Regions from separate parts of the Mus musculus genome. Here region 1 is linked to region 2. Evidence: chromatin contacts called from public Hi-C data. All regions are on one chromosome and are shown on one strand. Each heading gives the region's core, a stretch centred on a gene start, on an enhancer-like site or on the middle of the called end of the contact. The rest is flanking DNA. Distances are from core to core; before and after follow the strand shown. Region 1 overlaps Kif13b (kinesin family member 13B). Region 2 overlaps Gm36924 (a long non-coding RNA gene).

Region 1 (5,242 bases), core at 1,253-3,752, 160 kb after region 2:
TTAATTCTTGATTTCACTTTTCAAACAATCTTGAATCATAATTCACCCCACCCTCAATGTCCAGTGGACAATCAGTTCTTTGACTCAAAGTAGTCACTTGTCTTCCTCCTGTTTAAAACACTTTGTGTGGCAGTGGAGCGTTAGAGAAAATGTTCTAGGATTTCCCAACAAGCAGGAAGCTCCTTTCATACGGTGGTGAAAGGAACCCACTTGGAGATGCAGTTTGTAGTCATGGAGGCTTTATCTCAACAGAGAATGTTAAATGAGATTTATTTCTACTCATTCAGAAACATAAGCCATGCAGGTGCAGCTGTTGAAGTGGGTCTTAACACTAGCTCCTCCATATTTCAAATGTCCCAGTGTCAGGAATGTAGGTCAGGAGCGTCGGAGGCAGAGCGATTCTTAAGGGCTTCTATGAAGGCATCTTCAGGAGAGATTGTGTTGGCATCAATAAGTTATTCTGTATGTAGAGAGAGCTTCCTGCCCAGTGTGATACCAACTTGCACATCAGCACACAGAGCAGATGGCAAAGTGAAACACAGTAATTTTGAAAATGTTTTCAAGGACATGTAGCTAGGCAGGTCAAAGGTCATTTGCCGTTATTGAGATGTGTCTGTGAATGGAGGGCGCAGGCAGGCAAAGCTGACTTTCCCAGGGGCTCATCACTGTGCATGCTATGCAGCTTTAAACTGGTCATTGTTTCATCAAGTATGATGGGAGGGTCTCTGCATTACTAAAGTATATGTAAAGAAATTGCCCTTCCCCAATCTGCTCTGGTGACCCAAAGCCCATATGGGACAGCCACCATGTCTTCTGCCTTCTGTAAGTACTATGGTGACATTACATGGAGCTTGATGACCACAGTTCCAGCTGCTCTTCACTGCAGTAGTTGTCTAGATGGCAGGGGAGGAGTCATGTTGAAGACAAGCAGCTTTTCTTTTCAGTGATCAGCGAACAAGTCCAAGCCCTGGCTGCATGGAGAGCTCATGAGAGTGAGAGGAACAGCAGCCTGTGAGAGACAAACCTGATGGGAATAGAGAGGCAGTCTGTCATGTCCAGGTGACAAGAAATGTATGAAAATATAAATTAACACTGGGCTTGGTGACCGTGCCTTGTGGTGTAGCTAAAACATTAACAGTGATTTGTGAAAACATCTCCCTGGGGCAGATGCTTCCATATCCTCAAGGTTGTAGTCTCTGTCCTCATATGCATAAAACCATAAGCCTTGTATCACCAACAGCAAGTCCTTCTTGGTGGCCTGTCCTAGGCTGGGTGTCCGGGTACCTTCGTGGCCTTCTATATTTATCCACATTTAACCAGTTTCTTCCCCTGGGTAGCTCACTTCATTCTGTTTTTAAACTGTTCATATGAGGCAGCTGGAAATGAAACCAAAGTCTGCACTCTTACTGTGGCTTATAGCACCCTCCAGCAGTGAGTACCCTCCTTTAGTCTGTGTATGCTGCCTGCCAGCTCTGTGCCATTCTAAGACATCCCACTCCCATTTTATCCCACGAACACACCAGCACATGCCATTCAGTTTCAGTCTACCTCTTCTTCCAGTGCTGGTGGCAACCCTGTTTCTCCTGCTTTGGTTTAGAGCCATACTGTCATGGAGGCCACTTAGTGGAAGCACAGTTAAGTGCATCCCAGCCCTCTTTGTGAGCCAAATAAAAAGAGCAAACCACCCCCCACAGATACACATGCCTTTTTTTCCTGGGAGCTTCTAGGTTTTTGTTTGTTGACTGTCTCCCTGTGGAATATAACTACAGTGGGCAGGGCTCATTTGCCCTGGATCATCCTCATAAGATGGAGATATAAAGTTGTCTCATTGTCTATTTGTATGCAGATGGAGATGTGGCCCTGTGTGGACCTCTGTCACATGTGTAGAAAGCACTGTTTGTAGGTTAGCGATGAGACAGGCACAACTGAGTGGGGTCTTGCGGTATCAAGACATATTTGTGAACTTTCCTAGGTGGATGGACATGCCATTAAAACAAATTCCTGAAGCTCTGATTTTTCTCCTGGGATTCAGTTACCCAAAATGCACTGCCTCCTCTGCTGCTCCATCCAACCCCTGAGCTACTGCCTCAGTCTCTCACCTTCCCCCACTGCCTGCTAAAGCTCTGTGGGATGGAAATTCTAATTGCAAGTGACAGCGTCAACATTAGTTTTCTTGCAACTTGGGTCACTTGAAATGTGCTCTGTGCTGCTGCTCCCTGGGTGTACACCCTTGGATGGGGCTTCAGTGCCAGCGCGCCTGGCTCCTGTATGTTCCTCTTCCATTCTTCACTCTCTTGGAAGTCTGATTGCATACCTGGTGGTTGAGATTTTGACTTAAAAAAAAAAATCCTTCCATGTGGTTTCTTCAAGAACTGGGTCATCTTTTTTTGTGGCCTTGGCCTCTGACCTTTTGTGTTCTGCTGGTAGAATCCAGGGCAAGAGTGGTCCATGCTCTTGAAGGCCTACCCAGTCTTAGCAGTTCTGGGTTAGTTGGCCCGCCGCCTGTGGCAATGCCTTCATCTTTGTGTTGTCTTGTAGGGGCCTCTGGGGGGCGGGTGGGGGGGGATGGGTGGAACAGTAAGGTCCTGAGCCCGACAGTAGTGGAGCCGACTTATCTCATTTAAATGATTCTCCTGTTCCAGAGTACCGCTGTCTTAGTTTGGGTTATCAATGCTGTGATGAAGCACCATGACCAAGAGCAAGCTGGGGAAATAAGGATTATTCAGCTTACACTTCTGCCTTGTGGTTTATCATTGAAGGAAGTCAGAACAGGAACTCAAGCAGAGCAGGAACCTGGAGGCAGAGCTGGTGCCGAGGCCAGGGAGGGGTAGGTACTTCTTACCGGCTTGTTCCACAGGGCTTGCTCAGCCTGCTTACTTACAGAACCCAGGACCATCAGCCCAGGGATGACAGCATCCGCTGTGGGCTGGGCCCTCCCATATCAGTCACTAAGAACATGCCCTAGGTTCAGTGGTTCTCATCCTGTGGGTCGAGACCCCTGTGGGGCAGAATGACCCTTTACAGGGGTCACCCAAGACCATAGAAAACACAGATATTTCCATTATGATTCATAACAGTAACAACATCACAGTTATGGAGTAGCAGTGAAATGGTTGGAGGCCCCACAGCATGAGGACCTGTGTTAAAGGGCCGTGGCATGAGTGAGGTTGAGGCTTACCTACAGAGAGATTGATGGAACATTTTTTCAGTTGAAGCTCTCCTCTCTCTGACGACTCTAGTGTGTGTCAAGTTGATATAAAACTACCCAGCACAGCACTGAGTAGGATTAGTCCCCAGTTCCTCCCGGCACGGCTGCTGGATTCTTTGTCCTGTGTCCACCCTTGTCAGTGTGGTCCCTCTCTCTATTATTGTATTAACTACAAAATGTACAACACTCAAAAGGGAACTTTAGGGTTCCCTTCCAAATATTTCTTTTAAAATTCTTTTTAAGTTGTTTGCTTTTTAAAACTTATATTTTTGCTATGATCTGCCATACTTCTTAGTTATAGGGTGTCAGCATGTGAGTCACAAGCACAGTGTTGGCTGTTTAAGGCCTAAGACAGAGCCCTGGCACCTGAAGAAGCCACTCTTCGGCCATCAGGCATCTGGCCAGCATAATGCATCTCCATGTTGGTGGCCGCCACCCCGTCTCCCCTTTAAGGAGGACTGAGTGGCATCGTGGTGCTAAAGGGACTACATACCAGTCACCTGCTCTGTGTCACCAACCTGGTAAAAACTCCATGACCAATGTTTGATGACCCTGCTTGCCACCTGGCTCCACCATCACTCTTGTGTAGATATCTGATGTTGGTGATGGTAGTTTAGCTAGGCGTGAGCACCCTGAGGTTTTATTTGCTGCCAGTGTCTGTTCAGATGTTCCTTAAGTAAGCAACAAACTGATGTTGAGATGTTTAGAACGTGACCCAAGATGAAACCTAGAAAAAGCCTGTCAGTGAACATGCCTCACAGGACCTGTCCCGTCTCCGAGGCAGGAAGCGTGGTCCAGCGGTTAATGTTGTGGGACTTAGAAACGGCCCGTAGAGAGAGAGAGAGAGCAGCACTACTTAGTTACTTAAGGCTTTCAGTATGGACAGAAGCAGAGATCCAGATGGAAGCCTGTACACCATGTTCAGGGGCACGGGCCTGTTAATTGGAACCCACTTTCACTTCTTTCTTAAGAGGAGAGGAATTGAGCGGCTTCCTTTTTGATGATCACAGTTTAGTTTGGAGCTTAACACTTCCTTTGAGACCGTCCCATGTTGTGAGTTCTCTGGAGGCTCAGTGGCCAACGAGCATCAGGGCATTCAAGGCTGCCAGGAAGAGCAGCACAGGGTGGCTCTGCAGTAGAGTGACATGAAACACTCTGTGAGAAAGGACTGAGGAGCGGGTTTGCTGCCTGTCAGTACCCTGGTACTGACTCCTCAGAAGAAGAACGACAAGAACAATTTCTCTGAAGTGTTGTCTCAGAGAACTGGGATTCGAGTTAGCAGAGCATAGAGCCAGCTATGAGAGCGCAGTAAACACAGACTGCTCTCTACAGCAACCCATTCCTGCATTTGCAAACAGTGTTTTCTAGAGGGGATGCTAACCTGGATGAGGCCCGAGGTAGAAGAGGCTCAGAGTCTTCTCATGGTTCTATCACTACCCCGGCAGGGCAGATGAGTTGGGAGAGAAATGCAAGTTTGTGGTGTGAGAATGAGCACTGCCAGGAACCCTTTCATCGGTGGCCTTGGCATTTGCAGGGCAGGAGCAGTCTCTGCTGTCCCTCATGCAGGGCAGGGCAGGGTGGGAACAGTTTCTGCTGTCCCTCATGCAGGGCAGGCAGGGCACTGGAAGATATGTGCTTAGTGCGTCTGAGCCAGAGAGTGGCCCAGACAGAGGCTTTGGTTCCTGGCTTTGATTCAGGATTGTGTGTGGCTCATGGTCTTCTTTTGTGATGGAAGTTCCTAGTTCCTGTTTTACAAACAAGATTCTCATAACTTGTGTGTCGTTTTCTTTGTGTGAGGGTATTCAGAAAGAGTTGGGCTTCTCATTTTCACAGAGGGCAGTTCTGGTTGTAATCAGTTTCTGTCTGAGTTCCAGAAATGCAAAGATATTGCATGGAAAGAGGTGGCAGCTGACAAAATTGCTGTCTTTGACCTTCCGAGGCACATTTAGTAACGAATCTGGAAAATAATGAACTACAATTAATGAAACCCGCACCCGTGTTCAAGTGTATTTCTCAGACAGCACATACAGTAAT
Region 2 (4,644 bases), core at 2,145-4,644:
TGTCTAGGAATGCCCCCCGCCCCCAGACGTGCCCCTTCCCCGTTTGTATGTCTATTGCTATTGTCTGTTTGCACGTCTCTCTATTGCTATTGTCGTAGCTCAGGTTTTGTTTCATTAGCTGTACTGCAGAGGCATCATGGATGCAGGTTCCCTGCCGTTTCCAGGAGACACAGCCTCACAGGAGATTTACGGTCTCGATCATTTGGCTCTTACAAGTATTCTGACCCCTCTTCTACAGTCTTCCCTGAGCCTAGGTGCGGGAGTTGTGTTGTAGATACAGTTGTTGGGGCTGGGCACTCCACACTCCATTGTTTCTTTGTATTTTAACCAGCTGTGGCTTTCTGTGATGCTCTCCATCCAGTGCAAACAACAGCTTCTTTGAGGAGGGGTGAAAGCTCCACTTGCCTGTGGGGTATAAGAACAAGCATTTAGGGCTGGAGAGATGGCTCAGCAGTTGAGAGCACTGACTGTTCTTCCAACGGTCCTGAGTTCAAATCCCAGCAACCACATGGTGGTTTATGACCATCTGTAATGAGATCTGATGCCCTCTTCTGGTGTGTCTAAAGACATCGACAGTGTACTTATAATTAAATAAATCTTTTTGTTTTTTTTAAAGAACAAGTATTTAAAATATGGCTAGGTAGTATGTTGTTCTGGCAAAATGGCAGGCATAGGCTCTCATCTAGGATCCATGACATCACTAGCCCCAGGTGGTTGGTTAGATTTCCCATATCCAGCAAGAGTTTCCTCCTTTGAGCAGGCCGCTAAATGCCTAGATATATGATTATCACTATTGCACCTTTAGAAATGCCTTGCCAGGCTAATCATGGTTGTGGTTCATCGAGGTGACATCTGGCCAGGAGTGTCGATTGCTTTCCTCCTTTGGGGTCTTGCACAGAACCTTCTAGCGCTGTGAAAGACAGGTCCCTAGTTTTTAAAATGTAGATTTCAGGTTGAAAGGTGTAAGTTCTTCAGAGGCTTTTGTCCAAAGTTTACAAAGATGGTAAGAGGAAGGAAATGAGGGTGCACAGCGCCCTAGATGTGTGTGTGTGTGTGTGTGTGTGTGTGTGTGTGTGTGTTTACATATAGTACATATTTAATGGTCAAGACTAACAACCAACAAAGCTCAGGAGGTCTGGGAGTCAGCACTGCAAACTCCGTAAGTGAACGACAGAGGTTAAGGCCTGCCACGTTGAGAAAGCATGTTAGTCACAAGGTGGCGATGTTGTATTAATGTTGACTCCCCCCCCCCCCCAACCTTTGAAGCTAGACAGACTAGCTTTAATCCCAACCAATCAGGCAAAACAGAGCATAACAAAACAAAAATAAAACAAGCAAACACTAAAAGTCCCTAGATTTAGTTAATAAATCTAAAAAAGCGACAGGTGATGGTTCACTCCTGTAATTCTGGAACTAGGGAGACTAAGACCAGAGTTCAAAGCCACTCTAGGCTACAGAGTAAGACTCTATCTATAAATAAATAAGCCTGGACCTTAAAAAATCTGTGCAGAAAAATATAAGTACAGCTAGACACAGCCTGTGCTGGCCAAGATGGCCTCAAACTTGCTGCATAACCAAGGCTGACCTTGAACTCCTGAATCTCCTGACTCCACCTCTCCGTGGGGCTTACAGACATTTGAGTTCCTGGTTCATGCACTCCTGTGAATGCACGCCTGCTGGGCAAGCACTCTGAGCTATCTTACAGATGCTCGGATGAGTCTCCAAGCACCTTGATCAACTGTGAGCTGTTTCCATCAAATCTAGCTTGACAGCATTACCAGCTGGCAAGGCTATCTTTAATCTTCTCACCCTTGACTATCTTGCAAGAAGTAAAGACTTCCTCTTGCCCCTTGGGCCATCCTGTTTTCTCCGGCTATATCTGAATTAACAGCAAAACATCCTGCATGGGACTATAATTACTTATGCAAGAAAGCCCTACAGAGAGTGAATGTACTTAAAGCCTCTGTGCATTTGCTTGTTTGTCTCCAAGTTCTGTCGAGTTGGCTGCTCTGGGTTGATTGGTATAAATACTCTGCTTGTGCCCGGTTTTCATAACTCCTGTGACCTTGACATTCAGGGAAGAGAGCCTCAATCCTTTTCAAAGTTTCTGTTATATTATACTCCCTATCTCAGAGCCATTCCTTCAGGGTCATCTTTGCCAACTCACCTACAAAAGCTAAAATATAACCAAGTGCGTACTTTTCCGGTCAACCATCATTTTAGCAGTAATTCAGGGACAAGATTCTGCGTATGGCCTCAAGGAGGCGCTCACGGCCCGCAAAGCAGAGAAAGGCCCACCCCGCAGTCCCTGCCTTTGCAAACTACCTCCAAGCAGCTAAACACCGAAGTGCACCTTGGGAGAACCTGAAGGATGTTGGGTTAAAAGAATTAAATCAGTCACAGGGGCAAATTCTACATGACTCCTCTCATACGAGATCCCCAGGGCAGTGAAGTTCATAGAGAGGAAGTAGAATGTAATGACCAAGGAAAAGGAAAGGGAGAATTAGTTGTGGTTTGTGTATAATTTTTTTTTGCTTTGTTTTGTTTTTTGTTTGGGGGTTTTCCTGTTTGTTTGTTTGGTTGGTTGGTTTTGTGGCCCTGGCCTTCCTGGAACTTACTATGTAGACCAGGCTGATCACAGAGCTCCATCTGCATCTGCCTCCTGAGCTCTGGCATTAAAGGCTTGGTGCCATCATGAGTGGTGTGTGTATTTCATTTTTAATTTTAATTGTTCTATGTATGAGTGGAAGTGCACACTCATGCCAGGGTGTATTGGGTAGAGGTAAGAGAAAAACGTTTTGAAGGCTGCTCTCTCCTTCTGTTGTGTGGGTAACAAGGATGAACGCAGGTCATAGAACTTGCACAGCAAGTGCCTGCAAGTGCCTTTATCCTCTGGGCCATCTCACAAGTCTGGGGATTGATTTAAAGGGCAGGCGAGGCATTCCAGTTTTATAACTGGAATTTTATAACTGGAACAAGGATTGAGGATTTCTTCCCTGAAGGTCAAGGTCATGGGAGCTATGAAAACCCAGCTCAGATGGAGCAGATTTACCCATCACACGGCTCCGCGGATGCTAATGCTAAGTATGGCAGCAACTACCTGTAACCGATGGGAATCTGAGGCTAGTCTGGCTACATGAAAGATCCCTCTCCCCTTCCCCTCCTCCTCCTCTCTTCCCCCTCCCTGCTCCGCCCCCCACCCCCGCACGCATGCACGGTGCTCCGCGTGAATGTACTCTATGCCACCACTGGACTGAGCACTGGGTGAAGACGATAGTGCCTTCTTTATCCCATGACCAACAGGAAATCCTCTCAGCTCTACACTCACAGCAGAGTCTGGCTGGGTGTGATCACTTTGCCCAGCCCCCATCACACCGCCAGGCACGTCTGCCCTGCCACTCTGCCCTCTGCTCCCGCCCTGTACAACAGTGTCCTCCTTCCCTCCCCCGCACCACACCACGCCTTATAAGACACACCACGCCTTATAAGACACCTCATGGTTACTATTGTCGCTCACTCTCTATGTTTCCCTTGGTTTGGACCAGGCTGGCTCCTTCACTCCACATACACAAGCACTGCAGGTCACCTCAGCTGAGTGCCCTTCCTGTCTGCTGACCTCTGGTTGGCCAAAGCAGGCTCTAGTTCAGGGTATATTATGTACAGCTACGATGATGAATTGGGGTCTTCTTACCTCCTACCTGGCCCATCAGGGTCCTCTCTCATCTCATTGGCCTATAGATACAACACCTGGGTGGCTTTCTCCTCCTAAAATGCTGAATAAACACCCTAGCTAGAGAATAAAGACAGGTTAACCCCAGGAGAGACAGGCAGTTTCTGATCCTGACCTTTCAGGAACTGGACAATTAGACCTGTGCCAGTCGGGTGAGCATTTGTTTATTTGTTTGCCGGTTACTCTTTACTTATTTAATAGATTTACTTGTTCATAGATTTATTTCTTGTGTTATTTTATGCTTATGTGTATTTTGCCTGCATGTATATGTATGCACCACATATGTACCTGGTGCCTGTGGAGGTCAGAAAAGGGTATTAGATTCCCTGGAACTGGAACTACAGCCAGTTATGAGCCTCTGTGTGGGTGTTGGGAACAGAACCCGGGTCTTTTGCACGAGCAGCAAAGACTCTACACTGCTGAGCCATCTCTCCAGGCACTCACCTGAGCTACCTTGGAAGTCACACAGGAAAGTATGGAGGGTTTGGGTTTTGTTCTGTAGACTGGGTCTCACCAAGCCCCGTCTGGTGTCAAAATCACTATGTAACTGAGGGTAACTTTGAACTTCTAATTCTCCTACCTTCACAGGAAGTGCTGGTTTTTCAGCACCATGCCCAGTTTATTTGACACTACAGACATAAACCAGGCTTCAAGCGTGTGAGGAAAGTGTTCTACCTACTAAGCTACAGCCCCAGCTCCCTACTATTGGTTTTGGTTTTGGGTGTTGTGTTGTGTCGTTTTGTTTTGTTTTGTTTTGAAACAGAATCTCACTACATAGCCCGAGCTAATTACAGGGCCCGGGTGGGGGGGAGGGGAGGGGGACAAGACCAACTGTGTTTGAATATAGTTTATCCTTCCGCAGAACCCATGTTGGAAGTCTGGCCTCCACTGTGGCTATGTGAGAATGGAACCTT

What was found. Hi-C and Micro-C count contacts between places; a contact is called where the count stands out from the background.
Region 1: a contact with region 2 is called in a Hi-C map of bone marrow-derived macrophages, with 32 read pairs. The contact joins two enhancer-like sites. A contact is called at or near these places in 3 of 15 datasets of contacts at CTCF or cohesin (embryonic stem cells and large pre-B cells), 4 of 484 Hi-C or Micro-C datasets (bone marrow-derived macrophages and embryonic stem cells), 7 of 115 datasets of contacts at active chromatin or transcription factors (bone marrow-derived macrophages, cardiomyocytes, embryonic stem cells and 3 more) and 4 of 9 other capture datasets (adipose tissue, embryonic stem cells, liver and 1 more).

Annotation. Positions count from the first base shown.
Region 1 is chr14:64,790,004-64,795,245 of GRCm38.p6, forward strand. All of the region lies in intron 37 of Kif13b (kinesin family member 13B), which reads left to right. Among named protein-coding and RNA genes, the nearest start is that of Gm26225, 39 kb to the left of the region's middle. Within about 2 kb of position 2,503, at least 26 of the 459 cell types and tissues checked have an H3K27ac peak or open chromatin away from gene starts, as enhancers often do. A contact at or near this core is called in bone marrow-derived macrophages, where this site is marked.
Region 2 is chr14:64,624,942-64,629,585 of GRCm38.p6, forward strand. The region is part of intron 1 of Gm36924 (a long non-coding RNA gene); the gene reads left to right. Among named protein-coding and RNA genes, the nearest start is that of Gm36924, 2.7 kb to the left of the region's middle. Within about 2 kb of position 3,395, at least 42 of the 459 cell types and tissues checked have an H3K27ac peak or open chromatin away from gene starts, as enhancers often do. A contact at or near this core is called in bone marrow-derived macrophages, where this site is marked.